Linked DNA regions of Xenopus laevis: region 1 is linked to region 2. The links are chromatin contacts, called in public Hi-C maps. All regions are on one chromosome and are shown on one strand. Each heading gives the region's core, a stretch centred on a gene start, on an enhancer-like site or on the middle of the called end of the contact. The rest is flanking DNA. Distances are from core to core; before and after follow the strand shown. Region 1 has its middle 10 kb from the start of krt12.6.S. Region 2 holds the start of krt12.4.S (Keratin 12, gene 4 S homeolog).

What was found. A called contact is a pair of places that touch in the nucleus more often than the background predicts.
Region 1: a contact with region 2 is called in a Hi-C map of the XL177 cell line, with 1.8 times the contacts expected there. The contact joins the enhancer-like site here to the promoter of krt12.4.S in region 2. A contact is called at or near these places in 2 of 4 Hi-C or Micro-C datasets (the XL177 cell line and animal cap).

What each region holds. Positions count from the first base shown.
Region 1 is chr9_10S:1,192,544-1,198,719 of Xenopus_laevis_v10.1, forward strand. No RefSeq gene overlaps it. Among protein-coding and RNA genes, the nearest start is that of krt12.6.S, 10 kb to the left of the region's middle. Within about 2 kb of position 3,673, at least 1 of the 7 cell types and tissues checked has an H3K27ac peak or open chromatin away from gene starts, as enhancers often do.
Region 2 is chr9_10S:1,160,521-1,166,590 of Xenopus_laevis_v10.1, forward strand. krt12.4.S (Keratin 12, gene 4 S homeolog) reads left to right here and starts at 2,270. Exons shown (of 8, transcript NM_001085987.1): 1 at 2,270-2,743; 2 at 3,184-3,266; 3 at 3,470-3,626; 4 at 3,771-3,932; 5 at 4,317-4,442; 6 at 4,542-4,759; 7 at 5,042-5,088. The coding sequence starts at 2,504.

The DNA of each region.
Region 1 (6,176 bases), core at 2,423-4,922, 33 kb after region 2:
TAGAGGGGTCCAACCTAAAGTCCTAATGTCTCTAAGAACAGTTGATTGAATTAATGGGGAGTGGTAGCTGGTCACAATTGATGGGCTGCAGGTTGTAAACCATGAGTGTTTTTCACATACCTACTGTGTACAACCCCAGACCATTCCCACGTGGCAACCTTATTGATGTATATTATACTGACATGAATTATCTGCAGTCATAATTGTGGGGGTCATAGTAGATAAACACGGTAACCCCCATAGAAAACATTGCAGAAGGTGCCTTTTTACCATTTTGCAAATGTTTGTGTTTTACATATTGATTTGGTAAATGTATATAGTTTTTTGAAGATACACATCCTAAAGTGAACTGCAACTTTCATACACTTTTATGAATCCCATAGGAATCAATTTCAGTGATTAGCTCTAATCTTACACTTCAATAAATCTGCCCCTTTCTTAGTGGACAGGTGATAGTGTTGAATATTTCTGGATAACTCATGAGATACAATTTATCATATTGGCTTTCAGCAAATCAGGTTGTGCCATACATATTCCTAAATTCTTTCCTCCTGAGCAATCTAAAAAAAACCATTGAGTTAACAATATACTTTTAGACAAAGAAAGTATGTTACAAATCTCTCCATTGGAAATATACCTTTATTAACATCAGTCTGTTATCTTTCCTTTTTTTGCTGAACTGTTTAGTATCAGGAAATTTTACAATGTTCATTTGCACAAAAAGTCACGTAGCTTAAGCTAATGGCGTCCATTTTTTCTTTGGCTAAATGCCAGTTCATTTTATTTCTTTGGCAAAAAGCCAATAATATTTTTCCTTAAAAAGGAGAATAAAAAGGAACACCAGGTAATTCGGGAATATGAGCTGACCGCTATACAGTCAGGTCATGGGGAAGAATTTAGAGAAATTATTCAGTTGATGAATAGTGTTGTCGATATGGCAGCAAAATTTAAAGAGGATTTTGAGGAAGTCAAAGTCCAAGTTAAGAACATTCAGGGAGAGATGGAAATGCTAAACCAGGAGGTGAAAGAACTAAAAGCAGAAATTGCAGAACTTCAGACCTCCAAGTGTGACAAGGAAGAGAAGAAGTCACTTTTCCTAGGAATCCTATCTAAATTATTTCCCAAGATCAGATTGGAGATATTCGGTATTCCCCTGCTAGACTTAAGACAAACATTTAGTCTCTGAGCTACAGTATAGATGGACAGAATTCAAGTACTTTACAGAATATCTGGTAGAGATGTAGAACCTTCACACTTACCAACAGAACTGAATTTTGCTGGATAGTCCATAAAAGCAGACCCCCAAAGGGCAGGGAGGGTGGGCTGGGGGTCTGATCCAAAATGTCCCAAGTTTTATTCTTAACTGTTGGGGACTAAGAAGCAACATAAAACAATTCTGATCCAGAGGAAGGCAAGAAATTCTCATCTGAACCCACAGATGGGGGAAATTCCTTCCTGAAGCCAAGAGGGCAATTGGACCAGTTGCAGCAACAATCCATTATCCATTTACAACAAACTTGGCATACCTTCTAATAAAGTTTAAAATAAATGAAATAAATTTAAATATTTTCTGTGTTAATTATTGTTATTTCTGGTCCTATAGTAATGATTGGTTTTGGGGATAAGGTGGAACAATACATCAAAGTCAATAGATCAGAGCTTATTTTCAAGCTGTCTTTCGAGGGTGTAAATGTGCATGTTGTTTGAACCTGGTTTTCTGGGCTGGGCCAGCACATATTCATTTCAGCAAAGTACCCTTTATAAATTCCATGTATTGCCCTGTTCTAGGAGCTGGAAGAATTTTAAACATTCTTCTGATCTGTCACAATAGATAAATATGTGTCCATGCCTACACTTTAGGAATGCAAACTAAAATTCTAGGTATTAGAATTGTGGACTGTTATTTTAACATTTCTTTTAACTATCAAAAATGGCCAGTACTTGTGATTCCATTGGACGTATTTTATCTGGATAGGGTTGTACATGGGCAGTACCCATGCCAATCAAATGTTCCTTCATTGTTTTACCTGCAGCGGGCTGAAAAAAGCTAATCACCGATTGGTTGCTATAGATTGCTGCCCATAATTTTATATATATCTTTAATAGGTCACTTGCCAAGGCATTACCTGCCAAGAAAACACCTATTTAGATATTGTTGTTCCAGCACTGCTGGAATATCATTATATTTCTTCGAACCCAAATCAACTTGAGTTCATGATCCAGTCCAGCTTTACTGCTACAGAATTGATGCAAACGTGGTATGGGATTTTCTTTTCGAAGCCTAAAACGAGCGAACCCCCAGTCCTCATTTCTCAAACAAGAAAGGGAAAATAACCCCTTTTCCTGTTACTCCTCTACAGTAGTTACAGTAGAAAGTAGAAGAAAAATGAATAAAAACCCTCAACACCTGACGATGAATGAACTCAGGGCAGGGTACAAAAAAGTTTATGTATGTATGTATGGAAGAAACAGCTCTTTTCACAAACTTTTCACCTTCAGGTGAATAAAATAATGTACACAGTTTCTGCAGATGGTTCAACTATCATGGAATGCAACCAATCTGATGGGCTTTCAAAGAGTTGACAAGTCTAGTTGACTTTGCATTATATTTATCATATTACTGCTCAAAAAGAAAAACTATAGAGGTCCCAAGGTGGAGTGAAGGTGCAATTTGGAATGTTCTTGCACCTGAATACCCTACTAGAGCAACCTGAGTCTTCCTGCAAGAAATCACAAGCCTGTAGCTACACAAGTTCAGAAGATGATATATATCCTTTTTTTTTTTACAGAAAAACACATATTTGTTGTGGCAAATACACTTGGAATTTAGAAATTTTAGTCAATGAGAAACCAGCGATTAGAAGTGTTTTTTCTTTTAGTAAACACACCCAGTATTGTCTCACCCTACAGACTTCATATTGTACGGAGAACAGGCTTAACTGGCTGGGCTACACCTGACCCTTCCCTTATTTAAGTACTTTTCCCTTTAACAAGCAGCTTCAAGCAAATGCCCCACAGCGACAAGCGGTTATTGTAGTGATGTAACCTGAGAATATATGACATTTTTACTACAACCACAAAATGTGTCATCAAAGAGCAGAACCACCTAATAACTTCTACACATTCATTTGCAATTGAATGTAAATGCAAGTTGTTGTTATATAAACAGCACAGTTGTATGTCCCAGTGTTCCGCAACTGTCATAATTCTAATATGGATCATGTTAAGGTGTCCACAACCAATACTGGAGGCTGACTTTCTTGACTATTGGACTATTGGACTAACACCACTAAACTGATATCTTAAGGGGCTTGGAAGGGGAGAAAAATCACATTGAACGAGGAACTTTTGGGGCAGTTTGTGGTTCTGCTCAGACCACCTAGATCTGATTGTTGGTCACAGGGTAAACATTGAGATATCTTAATTTTCACTAATACCTGGTCAGATCACCACTAAGTAGATCAATTACTGTCTGGCCATGGTAAGATTTTCATAAATACAGGTCAGTGACAGTTAGTAGGACACCTTTGCACATGGTTGGATAGCATTTATTTTCCTTCACTTGCCACCCCGATCATCCTAATTAAAGCTGGGATCTTTCTTTTGTGATTTGAAAACCAGTATAAGGTGGAAGGCAATCGTTGCACAAGGACAAGGGAGCCCTGTATTAGGGATAAACTATTTAAGTACAATCATCTGGCACCTCTGCTTTAGATCCTGAATGATGAGCATGGTAGTGGGGTGCCAAGGGATGCCACTGACAGCAGTGCAAAGAGTTGTGCCTATATGTGCATGGAAAAAACAGGGCTAAAAGCAGGCAACCTTTGCACCTGTTTCTTGATTGCACCTTGAAAACACATGGTATATTAGAAAACATTAAGGATTTGATGTGTTTCTTAACAATGATCGGTCCCAAGAAGGGTTAGGGTTAGTCATATATTTTCTGTAGAAATATCTAGAGCAAGTCATTTCAAATATGCTTGGTGGCAATATTACATTTGCATGCCATTCTATTTCTTTTGCAACATAAGTCTTTTGATCTTCTGGCTTGAGGTGACTTTGTTTAAAAATTATTTAACTGGTAACAGGTTTATTGTATGAAGAAAGAATGTTAGTGGCACAAACTCTGCAGCCCAATGAGTGAAGCAACCTGCCAATATTGTGCTGTGAGTGCATTACATGATACCACCCAACAGACTAAACTCTTGTTGTGATCCATGGTTAAACTTGGCATGAAATGCCCTTGCCACCACTCTCTGGCCAAAGTGCCACCAAGCTCTACCGTCCTATCAGATATAAGACACAGAGGACCAAGGTGGTAGAACCAGATCTTCTAGATCTCAAGGGCAAGACATTGAAAAATCTCCCTTCTATAAAAATTCTTGAGAAAACACAAGAGTACTCCTACCCTCAGACTCCGTAGACAACACTGTAGGGTCAGCTTCTCAAAGTTATACTGGAGTTCAGTAACTGTAGAGTTGCATGGGTACATGTTCTATAGTTATAATAATATCCAGAAACTTCAGCAGTGCCCCCTGATTTCTATTTCTGATCCAGATGCTTTGCCAGCATTCTTGGCCCCAGTGCCACTGTAGTGGTTACGCCATAAAATTCTCCTTCAATGACATCCAAGTTCATGGTTGGCACAGATGGCATCAGTACAGGGTTGCAATTATGTCTTTAAGGTATTTCGATTTTTTAAAACATTATATGATTTAATTGCTATAATAAAAGAGCAAGCAACATGATTTTGCAATCTCAGAGGTGTGCATAATTTAATGCCCCCATAGATCTTCAGATGTTAAACTACAGCTCCCAATCTCACACCATTGTGTATGTGAGTTTGGTATTTTCTCCGTTATTGTGGTGCGGGACTGAACAAGAAATCCGACAAGAGTGATTAGCGTTAAAGGTTCTGTTGGGATCTGGGTGAACGCCAGGGCTTTCTACAGGAATCTTATTGAGCCTAGCCTGTGACTGTAGTAATAATGTTAAGGAAATCACCCTACTTTTCAAATCAAAGTTAAATTACATATAATCATGTAAAGACCTTGAAATACTTTTAAGACCCCAGAATTAATGTCAAAGACAGAGAAGGTGTGATAGTCACATGCTCCAGGACTGGCCAGTAGGAGAGAACTAAGAATGGGAAAAAGCACCCTGTATGCACCCCTCATTGATGCTTCAACATGACCCATTGATACTGGGTGATTTTGGGGCTTCAACCTTAAGGTCTCTTAAGACCATAACCCTTGGACACATGAACACAGTGGTTTCTCTCATGACAATTTTGATTTAGGATTTAATCATTTTATATGCCAGGCTTTCCTTTCATTGAGTGCCCATGGGATGATCCATTCAGTCCCCAGCTGCCCCAAGTAACCTGCATATCAGATCAAATGGGAGTGATGTGCAATGCCATCATCAGGTGCTGGGGACCACAAGGGTAAAGGGTTTGGTTTTATTTGGTATTTTGGTACATTTCCAAATGAATGGGCCCAGGAGTGACGTCACTTCCGGTCTGCGGTGACAGCGCTTTCAGGTTTCGCAGGTCCTGGGTCGGAAGGTTAGTTTAACTTATAGGGTCTGGGTAGTGGCTCTGGGTTAGGGGCTGGGGTGTAACTATAAAAGAAGCAGACCCTGTCGCTGCAAGGGGACCCAGGAGTTTAAGGAGCCCCATGAGGCCCTAATTCATATACATTTTGAATAAATACTGGTAAAACAAGTAGAATAATTTGCTGTGCCCAGTAATATCTAGTTACGCCACTGGTTAGGGGTCGGGCATGGGTCGGCATGGGACCTTCCAATTGGACCTGTGCTGGACTCTATTGCAGTGTATTTTCATTATTTGTTTTCTGGTAAAAGTTAGGAAAATATAGGAAATTCTGCAGAAACAACAAGTAACTTTCTGTCTGACAGATTTATTTACTGTGTGAGAAAATGAAGCCACAAATGAATCATAAAAGCAGTAATTCTCATTCCAGACACTCCCTCGCTGCCCAATAAATACTTGGGCCCAGGCTGAGTGCAAGTGCAGTGCATGCTGGTCATAGGTTGCTCCTGGCCACGGCCCATAGAGAGAAGGTAGAATAGAATAAAGAGATTAACAAGCAAACTATATATATATATATTAAGACATATAGTAATGCCAACATGAAGCCATCTTTTATTTTAAT
Region 2 (6,070 bases), core at 1,020-3,519:
AAAAGTCTCAAAACCTGCTGATTTGTGCAAATATTTGGTTCTTTAATAAGCCCCCTAATCATTTTGGTTCTTTAGCCCAGTATATGGCAAGTATTGGATCTATTATGTGGAAACCCATTATACAGAAAGCTCTGCAATACAACAAAGCCATAGGGGCAGATTTACTAAAGGGCGAAGTAGCAGTTACTACTGAAAACCGCCAGAAATCCAATCCACAGGGACATCGCCAGTTCACTAATGCGGTTATTATTATGCGGTTATTATAATGTGGTTATTATTATGCGGTTATTATAATGTGGTTATTATTATGCGGTTATTATTATGCGGTTATTATAATGTGGTTATTATTATGCGGTTATTATTATGAGGTTATTATTATGCACAAAGTGATATTTTCTCAGGCAATTTTTTTTTATTTTGTGCTATTTGGATGTCAGTTTGTCGTCTCACTGATCTCGTGAAGCACAAAACACATTCCCCCCGAGGCTGTTCCTTGGATTTCTGTTCAGTGTCTCTTTATCTCCCAGTCTGTCAGTCAAACCATCGGCTGGTTTCTAGGTGACCAGAGAACAAACCAAACAACAGTTTCAATTCCAGAGCAGCAGAACAAAAGTGACCCAGAATAAAACAAATATAAAGAGCAATAGCTGGGGCAAATATTCCAGTATAAGCCTTTTGACTTGCACTTTGCCCAAAGACCAGAACTTTGCCCAACAAATGCCATTTCCATATTTTATACAAATAATAGCAGATAATATAAATATGATCTAGAAATGCTTCAGCTCCAAAAACACAATGCAACAAGCCTATCAGATCTGAGCTTGTGCTGGAACTCTCCTGGCCAAAATGGCAAGCTTGATTGACATCACTAATTCTTAATGGCGGCTGCAGCCGACACTCACATTCTTTACAAACAACTTGCAATTTTGGAAGAGGAATGCTGCTCCTTTTCTCTTTTCACTTAGTGACCCCCCAGCCCTGGATCAACCTGTCCAACAGCAGCAAGTTCTGCAGCAGCCTGGCCTCCTCCACATAAATGAACATCATTACTGTAATTGCCATTAATTAACTGCCATTTATTTCATTGTACCGTAAAATGATTAGTGATAGTCACTTCTGTTTATTTGAAAGCAATAAACCTCTTCACAAATGAGTGAGCCAATCAAGTAGTGATATATTTGTTATGGCAGGTGGGAGTTAATCCCCTTTGTGGACCTAAAACCATGGCCGATCTTCTCAAAGTGTTGGAGAAAAGCAACATCACTGAAGGTTCCAAATGTGCAGCTCAACAACATTTTTGGCTCCCCAAACCAAGAAACATCATAATCTAGCATATTTTATTTCGTTTTGCATGTTAATTTTGAGGAATCTTTTAGAAAACCCTAAAAGTTAAGGTGGCACCCAAAGTGCAGCTTTGAGCTGCTATCATATAAGTAGGGGTTATTTATTTGCATTCAATGGTTCCTCCTGACCATACGACACTGGATCTCCAGTCCAAAGGAGTGTAATATAGAACATTTAAAAATATAGCTGTCATCTTTGACCATCATTCATATTGGTCTCTGTCCCAGTGGAGATTACTGTCTAAGGTTCGGACTATGGTCAACCTGTTTTATCTTACAGTACAAAGGGAAATGTTCTGGTAAATGTAACGCCTCAATTTTTTAACGTTGGTTGACTGGGTGGCATCTATAAATGTTTATTATAACATGAGCACAGCTTATACTGTACTGGTCCCTAAATAGATATTCAGACCTCACCTGTCAGCCCTTGCACTCCTCTATCTCATCTCTAGCTAAAGTTGACCTCTGTGACATTACTAGAATTGCTGAAGATTCAGTCAACGTGTTTTTTCATGCATTTGCAGTTTTATTACATATTGGACAACATTGAAAATGTTTTTGGGTCCAAATGAAAAATTGACTTTTCTCTCTCATTTAGTTTTCTAATTGCAGTGAATTATCAGAGAAGAAGAAGCTGCGGATCTGGTAGAAAGAAGCCTGGAGCAAGGTGAGAGTGGTGCTGCAACCTCAAGTGAAACTCTTCCAAGAATTCACCCCAACCAGTTTGTAACCAAGTTTGTGTTGAACAAACACCCCGGGGCTACATAACTGATACAGAGATGGATAATTGCATTAGTGCATTGTGGTGACCTGGCCAAAAAAAAAGGAATTTTCCTTATAGGAGGACGTCAGGTTTGGAAAAAGACCACCCACCGCAGAATGTGTATATATATGCATGGACTGGAAGCAAACATTGCATCTTTGCATTCTGCTTTGTCCTAGCTGACTTGTCAGAGAATATCTACCAATAATCAGTCATCATGACTTCCTATAGATCCAGCGCTGCTTCTCACTATTCAAGCTCATCTGGCAAAGGTGGCTTTGGAGGCAGCAACTTTGGAGCAGGAGGCAGCAACTATGGAGCAGGAGGCAGCAGCTATGGAGGAGGCTTTAGCAGCGGTGCAGGCTCTAGCTTTTCTTCCTCTGGAGGTAACTTTGCGATGGCAGCAGCAGCCAGTTCCGGCTTAAGCAACTTTGGTGGAAATGAAAAGCATGCCATGCAGAACCTCAACGATCGTCTTGCTACCTACCTGGAGAAAGTGAGAGCCCTGGAAGCCGCCAATGCTGAGCTGGAAGTGAAGATCCGCACCTGGTATGATAAGCAACCTGGTGATGGCCTTGGCGCTGGGTCTAAAGATTACAGCAAATATTTTGAAATCATCGCTGAGCTGAGGAACAAGGTATAACTGTCTTTTTTTGTAATTATTCTTAATATTTGTAAACATTAGCTGAAGAATTCTCAATTAAGCATGCCATTTGAGGGTATGTTAGGAATGCTTAGCTACGACTAGAAAAGTGAGGTCTAACTTTCTTGTTTTTAAAATACAATTTACCACCACGGTTTTCTTCTAAGCATTTTTTTAAAATAAGTTTATTAAGCTCAATAATTACATTAAGTGAATGGAGCTGTAACGTCTGGGTGATAATGTATGTCAATCTTCCACCCCACTTAAACAGTTAGTTAGACACACCCAGAATGAAAACCGTTACTTGCATAAAGCAGGAGTAGGGATTCAGCCTTTTGTACTCATTGATCCCAATAACATGTACCAAAAAATATACAGAATTCGTACTTCCAGAAGATAAAAAGTCTCAAATATTTTTATTCATATCTTTCTAGATTCGCATTGCAACTATTGATAACGCTACAGTGACTCTGCAAATCGACAACGCTAGACTGGCTGCTGATGACTTCAGACTTAAGTAAGTTGTAAACTATTGACTTTTCAAATATCGGTGAATCTCCAATTAAAGCAGAATCGATGCACATAGTCAAGACCATGGTCAAAAATGTTGTGAACTGTTTAAACTGGTGCACCTGGGGAAAACCACACACATATAGTAAGTTCTACTGCCCCACCAAACTGACAATTGGGATTTTTATAACTTTTTTCCCCCTCTTTAAGGTTTGAGAATGAGCTGACTCTTCGCCAGAGTGTGGAGGTTGATATCAATGGCCTGCGTAAAGTCCTGGATGAGTTGAACCTCGCTAGAGGTGATCTTGAGATGCAGATTGAGAGCTTGACTGAAGAGCTGGCCTACCTCAAGAAGAACCATGAAGAGGTGAGTGGTAGGACACATACATGGTCACTTCCCAATAATAAAACCTTCAGTTGAGTAGTGCTATTTGATACTAAATTCCATTTTTCTAAGATGTATGTTAAGAAACTAACATATTCCAATACATGCTGTGATTTGGTTGACCAGGAGATGAGCCATGCAAAGAGCCAGAGTGCCGGCAAAGTGAGCGTTGAAATGGACGCTGCTCCAGGTGTGGATCTCACCAACATTCTCAATAACATGAGAGCTGACTATGAAGTATTGGCTGAGAAGAACCGCAGGGATGCAGAGTTGTGGTTCAACCAGAAGGTATTTATTATAAATCAAGCAATTAAAGGAATGAATTAAAGAAATTAACATTTTATTGTAGACTATATGTAGGGAGTACAGGATCTGTTCTAGTTACTACTGCCATGCGCCTGTGAGTGAGGGAATTACAGTACATCATGGAGTTTGTAGTCTCTTAATAATTTAGACCAACATAAGGTCCAGGTATTCAAGTATAGTCTTTCTGCACATACCACTGATGATCAAGTATCCTTATACAGCAGGGTCCCATTATTCACTTTCTGGTATCTTCATATAGATACTGGTCTTTATGTACAGATGCAGTGAGTATGCATAAGAGTATTATTTATTTTGGAGAATGCTTCAGTGGATTCCTTTTAGCTCTAATAAGGTCTATCATTGCAGAGTGGTGAGCTGAAGAAAGAGATTTCTGTTGGCGTTGAACAAGTGCAGGCCAGCAAGAGCGAAATCACTGAGCTAAGACGGTCCCTTCAGAGCTTGGAAATTGAGCTGCAATCCCAGATGGCAATGGTAAGTCAAAATATTAACATTTCAAAATTAAAATATAGATTGTGTGAGTCATTTAAGAATCAGTCAATAAACAACCATTTTTCTTCCTCTCCTCCCCAGAAACAATCAGTTGAAGGAAACCTGAATGAGCTACAAGGCTTCTATTCAGCACAACTTCAACAGATTCAGAACGCCATCAGCAGCCTGGAGGAACAGCTTCTCCAGATTAGGTCTGACATGGAACATCAGAACACTGAGTACAAGCTCCTCCTTGACATTAAGACCCGGCTGGAAATGGAGATTGAGACATACAGGCGCCTGCTGGATGGAGAACTGGGGTAAGTTCATAAAAAAAAAAAAAGTATAAATTCACTTGGATCACTTTGATATCCATACGTTAATAAGCACACGACCCCATTGTATGGTTCTCAATTTGAGATGGATTCTCAACAGCAGTAGTCAAAAAAAACATTTTACGATAGAGCATTTTATGGGTCTATCCATGCTCTTTGTTAAACAGTAACCCTCACTTTTCAAGAAACTTGTCTTTTAGAAAAACAGAAGAACGTTCTCCCCATTTATGTCCTAATAAATTTATTCTGTTTGTCTTGTTTCTACAGACAGGTGACCACAGTGTCAAAGGCAAGTTCAGTGGAGGCCAAAACAGGTAATTGTGAAAACTTCACTTATTGATAATTCCTTAAGAGAACACTGTTAAATCAATAAAATGAAAAAAGAAAACCATAACTAATTTACAAAACAACCCAACTCTACTTGTGGCTCAATGACCAGTGGAACCTCCTATATGGAGTTGGTCATGCACATTTTGAGCTTTGCTCCTTTCTAACCTTAGTATTTCTCTCTCCAACCAGCTTTTACAGTGGCAGGGGTGAAAATGCTATCACACTGATATAATATCAATAACAGTTATGCTACTTGTTCTTCAGGTTCTGAAAATAGGCCCAAGATGTATTTGCCTCCACATTTCTCTGTATAATATGGAAGCTCTGAAACTGCCCAGTAGGGATGCTTTTCACACCTCCAAAACCCCATCCCTATTTCATTTTTAGTTTTCTTGTAAAATGATTGGCATCCCTAGAGGGTTTCAGTATTCTCTTAGTACTTTCAGACTTATGCCCCTGAAGAAGCCGATTTATCGGTGAAACGCGTTGGGTGGCATAGGTGGACAGTGGGGGACCAGCTCCCATTTGCTCCCTACGTAGCTAGGTAGAATCACTCTGGGTAACAAATGGAAGGGTGGTCTGGGAGGGCTGGCTAGACTTCTGACCAGCTTTTGGAGCAAAACTTTTTTTTTTTTTTTTTTTTTTTGGCTACTTAAATATACAATTGTTCTATGATTAGAAGGAAGTGCCATCTTTTCGTGGTTTATTTGAATGAATTACTAATTACCAGAATCAACACTGGGTGTCTCATTACCTGTTTATGTATACAGATAAGAGCAGGGGAACAACTTATATACCCCATTACTGACTATATATTTATCTTTTTGACTATATTTATAGTGATAGCGGCTGATTGGATATCAGTGCACTATTTCCCCACTGATCCATCCTATGTGTTTTTAAGTTATATGTATTTTTATGGACATGGTCCAGCTTCATTGGGGAGGATCCCCTAATGATGAGTCT